2 separate regions of the Neogale vison genome follow, and region 1 is linked to region 2. Evidence: chromatin contacts called from public Hi-C data. All regions are on one chromosome and are shown on one strand. Each heading gives the region's core, a stretch centred on a gene start, on an enhancer-like site or on the middle of the called end of the contact. The rest is flanking DNA. Distances are from core to core; before and after follow the strand shown.

Region 1 (6,333 bases), core at 3,304-5,803, 290 kb before region 2:
CGAAGGCAGAGGCTTAACGCAGTGAGCCACCCAGGCACCCCTAAATAAAGTCTTTAAAAAAAGAAAAGAAAAGAAATATCCTCTAAGCGATGGGACACGGCATGTGGAAGTGGAACTCTGCTGAGCCAAGATGTAGAGACAGAAGTTAGAGGCATCATCTGGCATATGCCTTACCTCTTCTGGAGGTTCTCTGAGAGAAGAGCTTTGACATTCTTCTTGATGGTGGGTAAAAATTTGTGTTTTTGTACTACTCCACTGTAGTACTAGAAAGTCCTAGAATCCAGGAAGGTCCTTTGGGCTGGGTTGGCATCTGAGTGAGGTAGGACAGGGTAACCCGAGAGAATTGCCAGGGTTAGGCGCTCCGAGGAGAAAGGCAACTGGTGTGGTGACTCCAATGCCATCTTGCCAGTCAGGTAACAACCCAAGAGGCCCCTGCACCTAACCAGACCCAGAGACCAAGATCTTAACTTTAAGGAGAGGTAGAAGCTCACTGAGCTCTCTGTAAGGGACAGCCTGGAGCTTGTGTAAGAAGAAGGCGACAGAGGAGTGCTTTCCTTGCCTGGGGGGCCTGGTAAGGAGCTCCCACCAAAGGGCAATGCAGGCAGGCGGCATAGCTCCATTGATGGGCTGGATCAAGCCAGGGGTCTGGGTGGCAGAGTGTCACACTTAGAGCTCTGTCAGGCACGGTGATGGCGTTAACCTCTATCTCTGGCTAGAGAGTGAGCATCTTTGTTTTGCATCTAAGCCTTAGAGAATTGAGGAGGAATGAGGAGCAAGGCAGAAAGGGTGCCAGCAAGCTGGAGCTTTCCTTCCTTCCCTTCCTCCCTCCCCCTCTCCCTAAACACCTAGACTTGCAACAGACTTTCCTGGGACTAGACTTGATTCACTCTGGGAGAAAGAATCTGCACTCTCGATGCTGTCAGTTTCTCTGCTTTTTTAATTTACTTTTTTTGGCTCCCCCCCCCCAACCCACTAGTTTCCTAGTGGAGTGGTTTTTGAACAATCTCAGCCTTGTCTGGAGGCCTGAGATCTGCCCACAGTTGGGCCAAGAGAGTCAAGGGGTTCCAGGGCCCCTGGAAATTTCACATGGTGGGCCAGCAGCTGTCTCAGCTGGATTTGCAGGAAACAGCTGGTGGAGCCAGGGCAGGGAGAGGTGAAGCCCCAAGAGAGGAAGGGATTGCAAAAGGGAGAGCCAGCCATGGGAGCAGCTGCCATTGCTAAGCTCTTCCCGCCCCTGATTCCTTGATCATGGGGTTGGGGGAGGGGACTTCCAGCTCCAACCCTCCCCACCCTGGCTTTTCTTAAACAGAAACAAGCAAGAGTGAGGCCCAGAGGACTAGAACCAGCAGACGCGGACAATATCTGACAGGGAATCAGACCCAGACCCTAGAGCCCAGGTTGTATTTACCTACAAAGCTTAACAGCACCGTGGGTGGGATTCAGGCAAGGGGGGGGGGTGGATTTTGTCCCAGACACTAGACCATGACTGTTTGGGCCTGAGAGCCAATCAGAAGACTTGGCATTCAATGGAAATAGCCGAGACCTGGAGGAATTGGGGCCTCTTCTGTTAGTTTAGTAAACTGAGAGTCTCTGAGAAGTTTGTGCATGGCTCTAGCCTGCGTCTGATTGGAGGCCCTCCCCACCCCCCTCTCCCTGACTTGAGTGAGCAATGACTTTTTCCTTAGAGACTCGGTGTTGTGTAATAATCAGACAAAGACAACGATTTCCTTGACATACTGCTGACTGGCCCTTTGGAAGGAAGGGCTGGAGTTGGGAAGATGTCAGAGTCACTCAAAGTTTTTTGTGCGTGGGGGCGTGCTTCTCTGAACCCGCTATTTCGCAGACTCAGGATGGGATCCTGGGCAGCAGTGCTTAAATTGAAATCTTGATTCTCTTGGTAACTTGATGGCTTCGTTTAGGCCTCAGGTTGCTGTTCCATGAACTGCCTTGAAATTTAATCACCCAAATTTATTTCCTAGAGTGTTTTTCACCGTCTCCTCCTCTAGGCCCATTAGTCACCATCCTGTGACCTGACAGAGTGATTATTAAAGACCCTGTGGTTCCCTTTCAATAGATTTAGGGGTACTGGTAACTCTGGAGGCAAGTTCTAACTTGAGTCACAGTTGGGTGGATTTTCCTTCAGTCGGTTGTGAATCTTCCCTGGGGCCAGCCTCTCCAGGCCTGAGAGAGTAACACTGGGGACCTTCTGTTCTTTCTTCAAAACCAGAGAGATGGTTACTGGGTTCTTCTAGGGCTGGTGTTCTTTGGCGGAGGGTTATATTATCCTTTGCCCTGAGGCACATCACTGACCCTCTCCCAGCTTCAGTTTCCCTGTTAGTGAAATAGGGATGATGGCCAGAAAGCTTGAAGGGCTGAGCCTGGCATGGAAGGTATGTGGCACGTGTTAGCTCCCTTCCCCTCCAGCGGAGACAAAGACCCAGGCCTTCCCTCAGGGAATCTTGGAAGAGAAATTTTATCAGTCTTATTTGGAAACATTCTTATACAATTTTATCTCAAGAGTAGTTCTATAAATGAAATATTTAGCTGTCCCCCCTTCCAACCTAGTCCTCCTCTAAGGTAGGAGTTGCAAATTTACACGATCACAGTTGTCAGGAGGGTAAAGTAAATACAAGTGAGCCAGCTGAGCAGCTGGGTGGGGGACAGGAGGCCACGAGCCTGTGCAGAGAAGACAACATCTAATGCACCCAGGTGAGAATGAGGTCCGGTATGATCTTCCCATGTTTAAAGAGAAGCCAAGTATCAGGATATTTTGGCGAAAAGTCTCAAATTTAAATGGTTTCAACCAGTTAAAACATTTTAAATGTGTTTTAATGTGGGGTAAGTGAAATAGAGTACAGTTGCCTACTGGTTAGAGTCCTAACCTCTACTCTTTGCGGGTTCTAGAAGGAGAACTGTCCCCTCCCCACAGGACGGGGCCTGCCTACTCTCTGTCTGGTTGACCTCTGGAGTGATCTCTGCAGGCCTCCTGCTGTCCTGTGGACATGCTGGACCAGTTAAAGGTTATTCTGTAGAAACCTCAACCAACAAGTCAAAAGATGAGTTTCCTGCTCTTAATAGATAATTTTTATTGGTTTTGCAATAAACGTATGAAATAGAAACAATAGCAATAAACTAGCTCAACAAGAAATCGAAAGGCTCAGGCCCCCAAAGCCCTTCCCGCCTCTCCTTAATGAGTCTCTAATTTATAGACGGACTAGCAGGCCCACTTTTCTTTTTCCAAGCTTTGCAAACTTTTCCATCTTGGAGGCTTGAGGACTCTGGGGGCCGTGCGCTCGCTTACTTCCATATCCTCGCTGGATGGAAGCCAGGACAGAGCTGTGCCCGGCAAAAGGGCAAGTCCAAGTCTGGCCCAGCCCTGTTTCCTCTGACGTTGAGGGTCTGTCTCCTTTTAATTTCATATTTATCAGTGAAGGACAGAAAGGGAGAGTGCCCAGAAGGAAAACTCATGCAGAGATGGCCACAGGCCTCCCTGTAATGTAGGGAGAGCAAAGTAACCCAGCGGGGGGTTGGGGGGAAGGAGGAGGGGTGGGGAGGCAGGCGGTAGGCACGAGAAAAGCATCCAGAGGTTGGGGGAAGGGTTTTTTCACTTTTTAAACCTCTGCCCTTTATCTTGAGGAATGTGCAGAATATTTTTAGCTCACGGTGCCAGGCCTTTCCCTGGGCCCTCCATCAGCGCACCCCCGACTGCTAAGCAACACCCAGTGAGGGTGGGGATGTTGGGGGGTGATCTGTGTGTATTTGTGACACTGGTGAGACCTCCTTGCTGTTGTTCTCAGGGGCAACTCCAGCGAGCCGGAGGCCCTGGGTCCCTGCCAGTGGGTATTTACTCGTGGTTACTGGCGGTGTCAGATGAGTGATAGCTGAGTCTAAAGACCTTGGAACGCCATCCGCCAGCCATCCGCACATTTCCCTGGAGGCCTGCAGCCCAGGTTATCTGTGTTCCTGATCAAGTCTCAGAGAAAGCGCGGGCCTCCTCAGGGCTCACACCTCAACAGCAAGAGTGCAAACACAGGATCAGATGGGTTTTCCAGACCTGCCCCTTCAACGGATGGCATGACCCTGGGGGGTGCGTGGGTGACAAAGACCCCCGGCAACAGCCCCGGCAGTCTGTGATCTGGTCCCCAGGGCCAGTGGGGCACCTCAACACTGTCCCCCTGCCCTCTTCCTGCCATGCCCCGCATGAGGAAGGAGCTGTTGGGGAGTCTGCCCAGCGAAAGGAAGGGCTGCACATTTCTCCGGGGGCTCAGCTCTCTGTCCCTTTCCTCTTGCTCACCCCCACTCCCCCCTCCTCAGTGGGCTGGGGGGAAAAGACCGCTGACTTTGCAACCCACAGCCCCTGAAAGTCCCCAGCTCTGGCATGCTGTTATGCTTCGAGGACACAGGACTGTGAACTCGAAATTGTCTCGCCTTTGTCACCTCCTGGCAGGTCTTTAGAGCTCGGGGAAACAGCCGAGCGGTACAAATCGCAGCGGCGTGGTAGAGCCCCCCTTACTCCTGATGGCTTGCCTGACTCATATCCGTTTCCCTGGCAAAAAATAAGTTTTTGTTATTGCTGGCTTGGCAGAAGCACGGAAGAGTGCGCGAGGATCTACTGCCCCATGCATCACTGGCCAAATTGCCTGAGAAATCCCAGCTCTAGAACTTTTCATCGTTGGCTGTGATGTACGGAGCAGAACGGCAGCTCCATTTCCCCTGCGTGGGGCTCAGCGACTCTGGCATTCAGCAGACCTGCTCTGCTTGCAACTCCCAGCAAACGTGGCTCTCCTCTCCCTTTCCCTCCTCTTGGCCCCTTATTCCCCCACCCCCGCACAGCCTTGATCCCCCCCATCTGCTCATCAACCCCCTCCCTGCCTCTCCCCAGCAGGGCCTTAGCTGGAGAACCAGGAGGAGGCCCACCATGTCACATCCCCATCGCTCTGTGACGACTCCACACTAATGTTCTTTCACTGCTGTGAGGCCTGCAGTAATTAATAAGCATCCTGCACAGAGGCCTGGCCTCCCTTCCCCTCTCCTCCTCCTCTTTCCCGGCCCCTCCCCTCCAAACCTCAGGAAGGCCTCCCGACATCCTGGCATCTGGCAGCAGAGAAAGGATTTTGCTCTTCTACCTGGGCTGCCTGATATTTCTATGAGAGATAACTGTATACGAACCAATAATCTAGCCTGACAATCCAATTTACTGACCAATAGCGCACAATCCACCATGTCATCGGCTGTGGGGAGGCCCATAAATTAGTTCCTAGTAATTTATTCTGATCAATAGAATGGGCAAAGTCACTTGTCTCTTTAATCAAAGGCCCTCTCGGAGATGTCAGTACAGGCGGCTGTGTGGGAGGGAGCAAGGCTCCGTGAGCAACTGGGCGGTGGGTACTTGGCACCACACCCAGAACCCTGGCTTCCAGATTCCAGCAGAAGGCACACACACACACCCCCCACCCACCGCTTACCCCCATGACGGGGCTGGTGTGGGAGGGACGGGGGATCTCAGATGCCTATACTTCCTTTGGCCACCCCGACCATAAAACATTGACCTTCAAACAAGCTAATGGAAGAGGTGGCGGGGATGGTAGGTAGTAAGAGATAGACTTGAGGAGATAAGGCCCTGCAGGGACATCTTGTTCTTTCTGAACGTTCAGAGTCTTCCTCCTCAGATCACCAGGGCCCCACCTGCCCTTGGGCTGGGGTTTCTGTAAAGAGGAGGTACACAGTGCTGGATAAGAGCCAGATCATTTGGCTTTGAATGGTGATGTCATCACGGAGTAGGTGTGAGGATTTGAGCAAGCTGCTTGCCTCTCTGTGACTTAGTTTCCTCTTCTGTAAAGTAGGGTTAACAATAATACCCACCTCATAAGGTTATTAAGAGTATTCAATAAATTAATACATGATGTATATTAAATTAATAAATTAATATTTAAAGCACTTAGAACGGCACCTGACATACAGTAGCTGCTATATTGAGTACTAAAATAAACAAACACAGAGAGATCAAGGAAGAATGTTGATGTACCTCTCTCTGAAGGTGTGCCAAGTCCTTAAGAAACTCCACTTCCTGAAAACTTTTGCTCTTTCCTACCTACCTTCTCTTCTTGTTCCCCCAACCAAAGTAAACAGAGGAAGGAAGAGTCCATTGATGTTATCTCTTTGAAATGACAGAGAAACTCTAAAGGCCTCTGTGCAAGGTGCTTGGCCTCCTTTGGCCCCTCAGGCAGAGCCAGGGCATTGAGGAAAGACAGTGACTTTGCTTTAGAGAGAAACTGCCTGTTATTAGAGAGTGGGGGTAGGGGTGGGGAAGGTGGCCTATTACTAGCGTTGGAC
Region 2 (6,933 bases), core at 4,402-6,901:
AGATGTAGTTTTTCTGCCCCCACCACTAGACTGAAAGCCCCATGAGGGCAGACAGTGGCTGCTTTTGCTTCCACTAACTCCCAGGATTGGTACCTAATAGTGCTGGGTGCCTACTGTGTACTCAATGCATAGCAGGTGCTCAGTAATAGCCGCTAAGTAAATGAATGACAAACACAAAGCACATGAAAGAACACTAGAGGGATAGCTCAGCTAGAAGTTATTAATTCCTAGAATGCTAGGACTGGGAGTGATCCTAGGAAATCCTGAGTTTTTGCTTTTGCTGTGTGACCTTAGGCAAGTCCCTTCATCTCAGTTTTTTCACCTATAAATAAAGGCGTCAGACATTCAAAATATGCACCGTGGGGCTCTAAGGGTCCTCAGAAGCATCCAAGGCTGCTATGGGCAAAGACTGGAGCAAGGGTAAGGAAGCTTGCTGATAAAAGCCACTTCTACTTTTAGCTCTCTCTCTCTCTGTGTGTGTGTGTGTATGCATGTTTGTGTTTTCAGAATTGAACAGAAGATTCTAAAGTTTAAAATATTCCTTGAAATCTCTGGACTAGGTGGTCTCTACTTCCCTTCCAGAATATTACAATGCAACAGAAGCAAAATGGTTCCAAACCAGTAAGATAACAGAGCACGTACTGCTTTTTATCTGCCAAGTTCTCTAAGCGGACGCCCCCACCTTATGCAAAATCAACAGAGGAAAGGAGCAGTAAGAAGTGACTGAGCCCAACTGGAGAAGGAGTCCTAGAGGAGAGGAGTTTTTTCAACATCTTGGGCTGATTCCTAACTCTGGTGACAGACTCGAAGAGATCAGGGAGCTGATGGGGAAGGGATCGGGCATCATTTCCCAGGAGGAATGGTGATCAAAGTGATGGCCAAAAAAGGGCAAGTCTGGCCTGAATGGGAGTAGCAAAAGACTATGGGGGGAGGGAGAGAAGGGCACAGGGCGGTCCACAAGCTTCCTGAAGTTCATGTACAGTGAGGATGTCAAACAGGAAGAAACTCTATGGTCAGATCACCTCACAGGAGTGAATTTTATCCTGGGAAGGGAAGGATGAGGCGCAGGAATCAAGAGTCTGGAGGGCAGAGTAGGAAAGCCAGATAAATCAGAATAGTTATAGAACACAGGCTATCTGTTCTTTTTTGGAAGAGCAGAGGAAATAGCCTAAACTGGGGGTTAAGTATTCATTTGTTTAAACCTCATAAACTTACCCCACTTTTCAGATGACAAAAGTGAGGGGGAAATTAAGTAATTCACTCAAGGTCACCCACCTGTTAAGTAGCTAATAGAAAGAAACAGCAAAAAACACAAACTTTGGAGTCAGAAAAGCCTTTCAAATACAAATTCTGCCACCAACTTGCTATGAGACCTTGGCCAAGGTACTCTCCCTCTCTGAACTTCAATTTCCTCATTTGTGAAATAGTATTCATGGCAGGAGGGAGGGGATGGCTCTTGTGAGGATTAAATTTGTTAATATAGACAGTGTCTGGCACAAAGCAATGCTCCCTCTCTGCACCCCCTCATGGTCTCTCCACTCAGCGCCCACCTCAGATACCTCAAAACGGTTAACAACAATAGTTCCTCACATTTGAATCTAGACTCGACCCCCCAACTGCATGGCTGCCCACACTGTTCCATCAAGCCCTCACAGGTTGGGCTCTGAGAGTTGTGCCTTTCCCCTCAGCAAGGCCCCTCACTGCCCTCATTATGTCCTGGTCTCTAGGCTCCTGACACTGCTGTAACCTGGTCATACTGTGGCTCGTTTGCTCCATCCTGCTCCCAGAGGCACGGCATCAGACCTGGCCCCACCGGACAACACGTCAAACATTCAACTGTTCCTTTGATTCCACTGTGGCCTTCCTCTATGTTCCTACAGACCAGCCCCACCCCAGCCACCTTTACTTGAAGAACCTGACCTCAATCATGACTCCTGTTTTTAGATCAAAGCCTGGGTCCAACTGGAGTCTCTCACTTCACCCTTTTCTCCCCCATCTGAGACTCTGACGTTTTCTAGGCTGTTTCCATTGTTCTTCCTTCTCTCTTCTAGAACTTGTTTCTTCCCAGTGTCTAGTCCTTCTGGTGACATCAATCTCTTCCCCTCTAATGGCTCCTTCTCCTGTCTTCTGACCACAAATTTGCTTCTCTACCTCTGGCTAACAAAGCTTTGTGCAGCTTTTCAAAAATTGGGCCTGTGGCCAGCCCTCCATGTATTAATTCCCAAATAACTGTAGTTGTCTATACTTGCTGCTCCTATCTCTTCTCCAACTCTTTAACCCTCACCATTCTGACTTCTTAATCACAGAATCTGATGACCTTCCTTTCTCACTCCCACCCCCTACACCAAATTCTTGAGTTCAAGCTTGTGACCACCCCTTTTGTGTCCTCCCCCCACCTTAATGACCCCCTCTCTTTTGGCTCTATTCCTGATGCCCTATGAAGTGCTTCTTTGGTACGTTCACAACTGCCCCTTTACCTCTCTTCTCTTCTCACACTGTCTCCTTGGCTGCTCTCATTTGCTTTTCTTTTTTTTTTTTTTTTAAAGATTTTATTTTATTTATTTGACAGACAAAGATCACAAGTAGGCAGAGAGAGAGGAAGAAGCAGGGTCCCTGCTGAGCAGAGAGCCCAATGCGGGGCTCAATCCCAGGACCCCGGGATCATGACCTGAGCCGAAAGCAGAGGCTTTAACCCACTGAACCACCCAGGCGCCCCTCTCATTTGCTTTTCTAGCCTCAATCCTCAGTGTCCCCACTATGAGCCCAAGCTGGCCTCCAGCCTCATAATACCTCCTACTGCAGCCACACCTTTCTGCCCTTCGCTCTCACTCTGCCAGCAGAGGTCCCCACCCACCCTCTATAATCAAACCTTTGTCCCCCCCCAAACCTCAGATTGTTCCAGGCCTCTGAGGCTTGCTCCCCTGTACCAGACCAATATGCCCCACCCTCTCATCCAGCATTTTTTATTTCATTTTTCATAAAATCATTGAAAAAAAAAACAACTAAAAACAAACCCTATCCATTTTAAGGTACAGGTCTAGGTGTCCCCTTTGAGGCAGCCTTCTTTATAGCTATTCATTCACCCAGCAGAACCCGCAACCCTACTCTACTGAGTGTCCCTGTTTGCTAGGTAATGGGTGACACTTGTTGCCCACCCCAGGCTCTAGGGTCCCCAAAAGCCTGGAAAGTAAGTGTCCACACAAGGTGTCTTTCCCCCAGGACCAAGTGGAGGGAGACTGCATGAGATGGTATTTAAGCTCTTCCAGCTCCAGTGTTCAAGGCTTTGAAATTTGAGGATTCTTTCTAGAATGTTCCTGTGAGAAGGTCTTCAGAGCTTCCGGAAGGTGTTTTCAGTTGGCAGACATCCACATGCTCATGAGCAGCTGACAAGAGTGCCCCCTTTTGGGGAACGGAGCCCCATGAGAAATCAGGCAGGTCAAATGTTCCTGTGTGTGTGTGGAGGTAGAGAAGAGTGTGTCCTGGAGACTGACTCCTCTCAAGTCAATCATGAAACCCAGGAAGGGTCTTTTCGAAAACCTCATTACATAAGCTAACCTCCTATACACACGTGAGCGTGTGCGTGCGCACACACACACACACACGCACACACATACACACCCCTATGCCCTCTTGGGGCAGGAAAGTTCCCCCAGAAGCTCTTAAGGAGCATCCTCCTCCCCTCTTATTAAAAAGAAAGAAAGAAAGAAAGAAAAAGAATAGAAGCCTGGGTTCAATGCCGCATCACAAATCACAAATCACGGCTGCCCCCATCGCTATGTCTTCTTGGCCCAGTGATGATATAACAAACCTCCATCTCCAGTCCCCTAAGAAAATGCAAATGTTCCCTACGGCATCCTCTTAGCTCCCTCCTCTCCAGTGCACTCTGACCCCCATTCCCTTCAACAATATGTTATACCCAACACTCCAATACAGCAACACACCCTAACACCCCACCAAGTGTCCCCCAGTGCTGGTGCCAGTACTCCCCAGTCCTCAATGGCCCTCAGTATATCCAATCTTGTCAGGTCTCAAACATCCATTCTGAGCTTTAGTATCATGTCCCCATCTCCAGACCTACCTTCCTTCTTCATCAAGGCTACAGTCACCTGGAGAGTAAGCTGATACACTTGTTAGCCCAGCCCCATGATCCCCGCGGTCTCTCCCACAGGCTCTGAGAAAGAACTAATGCATACTAAACTAGGTCACCTTGCATGTCCTAGGTCAGTTTATCAAAATGTGGTCAGAGAACCATGGACATCAGAATCACCTGGGGAGCTGGTTAGACAGACATGTTCCTGGGCTCCATCCAGAACTATTAAATGACTGGTGGTGGGGCCAGAAATTGTGTTTTCAACAAGCTCCTCTGGTGATTCTTACACCAGTTTGGAATCACTGCCCTAGATGCCTGACTCATTCAATCCTAACAACTCCATGAACTTGGCAGTGTTATTCTACTTCAGTTAAGGAACCCAAGACATACAGAACTTAGGTAAATTGGTGGCAGTAATACAGCCAGTCACTGTAAGGGGGTTCAGGTTCATTCCTCACCCCACAGCGATGGAGCTCTTGGTGCCCCAGAATTCCTCTTGCCATAGGAGTAGCCCTCTGTACCGCAGGCTCCACGCTAGGGCAGACAAGAGGCATGTGTAGAGTGGCTCAGGTCGGAATACATGGTCCTAATGGAGTCACATCTGGATCCACGTGTGCCTGTGCCGTGGGCGAGCTTTTCCACACCTCAGTTTTTTTTGTTTTGTTTTGTTTTGTTTTGTTTTACCTCAGTTGTTTCCTTGCCACACAGAAGTCCCTAGTCAAGAGCGACTAAGTGGAGCGGCCCCTCGGGCTCCCCATAGCGGGGAGTGCGGGAAGTGCAGCAGCAGCCTGGCTGCCCACTCCGCATCCACCATTGGCTCAGCATCCGTGTGGAGCGAGGGCGCCACGGTGTGACCAAAGTGGGGACTGCAGATCCCGGGGGAGGGTGGAGAAGGACGGAAAGGTGTTCAGAGGCACAGATTTGCAGGTTACTTCACACTTTACTAACCCGTTCTCTTTACTTTCCCACTGATCCCCATTCTGGACTCCTCCTAAGTAACCCTCAGTCATCTGACTTCGGAAAGGCCTGGGATGAGACTCACAGGCCAATGCTTCCAGGTATCCCATGGAAGTGGAAAAAACCAGACCCCACCCCCCACTTTTCACCCCACCTCCAGAAGTACTCCAGATTCAACTGTTTGCTGGGGTCAGATCATACATCCCTGCCCTTCATCCCAGAACCACGGCACCACAGTTTCTACCAAGTTTCTGGCAGTACTCAGGCCCATTGCCACGCTGGCTGCTTGTCAAAATGTTCCTATTTGTCAATGACCTTTAAAAAAAGAACCTCAGAGTTGGACAGAGTATTCCAGAGGTGGCCTGACAATCTGAGAAAGCAGCAGGGTAATGGCCTCCCTTGATCTGGCTGCTCCTTTTTGGTTAATGCAATTCGTGATTGTATTAGAGGTTTCAGCAGTCACATCACATGGTTGACTCATATTGAGCTTGCAGTCAACTAAACCCCCCAGGTCTTTTCTTCATGAACTGCTGTCAAGCTGGGCCCGCCCCCCGCCCGGTACTTATGTCATTGATTTTGTTTTAACCTAAGTGCAGGGCTCTACATTTATCCCTGTTAAATTTAATCTTGTTGGTTCCAGCCCAGTGTTCCAGCCTGTTGAAATCATTTTGAATCCTGACTCTTTCATGCAAAGTATTAGCTGCCCCTCCTAGCTCTATCACCTGCAAACTTGATGAGCCTGCTGCCTTGGTCAGTTGTCAATAAAAATGTCAGACAGGACACAGGCCCAGATTGAGCCCTACAGCATTCTGCTGGAGACTTCCCTCTGGTCTAGGATGACATGGATCCATAAATCAACCCTCGCTGGGTCTGGCTCTTCACCAAGCAACATGACCATTTGGTTCAGATGTTTCTACTACACCTACAGATATTGTGAGCGTCTCGCCCCAGGCCATAACCCCAACATCATGACCAGGCCCCTCTTTCCAAAGTATATAGTGTCATTTATTTAACTAGAACGGTCGGGGATTACAGACTACCGGTGGTGCTCCCTCCTGCATGTCTTGCCTCTGTGGATATTTCTGAGCTTTAGAATCCCCGAGTATAAGCAACTACTGCCATTTCCTAGCTTATCATCCTGTGTCTTGTATGAGACCTTATTCTCACATTTAAATTCTTACTGTCTTCTCCTCTGCCTTCAAGTACGTGCAGTGATTTCCCTCCCCTAAAGAGCCTTCTACTAGCTGCCTCTCTAAACTGTGGTTGGCCTCTGCCTCCTTCTCTGGAAAACCCAAACACTTCCAACCTCATCTCCCATGTTTCCTGAACCCTCAGCAATCTTCCACCCCCCAGCTGTGTAACCACACTGCCCAGACAGTGAGCAGTGATGGTGGAGATGGGGTCAGGGTTTGGGAGTCTTGAGTCAGAAGATCCACAACCAGGCCAGAGATATCAGGTAGTATAAGCTAAAACAGAGAGCCTGGTGATCCTCGTGCAACAGAGTGAGGCCGTGGTCAAATTACAAAGGTAACCATCAGAAGTGCATAGGAACTGAGACACGAGGGGAGAGCCTAGGCAAACTGTCGGGGCAAGAAAAGACCTGGAGCTGCTCTGGTCACAGAAAAAAGCAGCAAACACAGGGAAGTCTGAACCCGGGAAGTTCTTACATACTCCCTATAGGGGTTGAAAACCCAGTCCTGGGGCCAAGTCAGATGGGCAGACAGTGGAGTTGGGAGTGCAGACACTAAGGACAGAGAGAAGGGTGGGGCCTACATTTTCCCTGAGCCCTTACCCCAGACTATGCATCAGCTGTTAGGAACCTCAGAACCTCTAGTTCAGGGGTCACACAACTCAAAAATCTATGTGGGCACAGAAATTAAACCAGG

The links. Hi-C and Micro-C count contacts between places; a contact is called where the count stands out from the background.
Region 1: a Hi-C map of muscle shows a contact between it and region 2, with 7 times the contacts expected there. The contact joins two enhancer-like sites. A contact is called at or near these places in 2 of 3 Hi-C or Micro-C datasets (fibroblasts and muscle).

The regions. Positions count from the first base shown.
Region 1 is chr2:212,823,826-212,830,158 of ASM_NN_V1, reverse strand. No RefSeq gene overlaps it. Among named protein-coding and RNA genes, the nearest start is that of SLF2, 24 kb to the left of the region's middle. Within about 2 kb of position 4,553, the one cell type or tissue checked has open chromatin away from gene starts, as enhancers often do. A contact at or near this core is called in fibroblasts, where this site is marked.
Region 2 is chr2:212,529,504-212,536,436 of ASM_NN_V1, reverse strand. No RefSeq gene overlaps it. Among named protein-coding and RNA genes, the nearest start is that of HIF1AN, 24 kb to the right of the region's middle. Within about 2 kb of position 5,651, the one cell type or tissue checked has open chromatin away from gene starts, as enhancers often do. A contact at or near this core is called in fibroblasts, where this site is marked.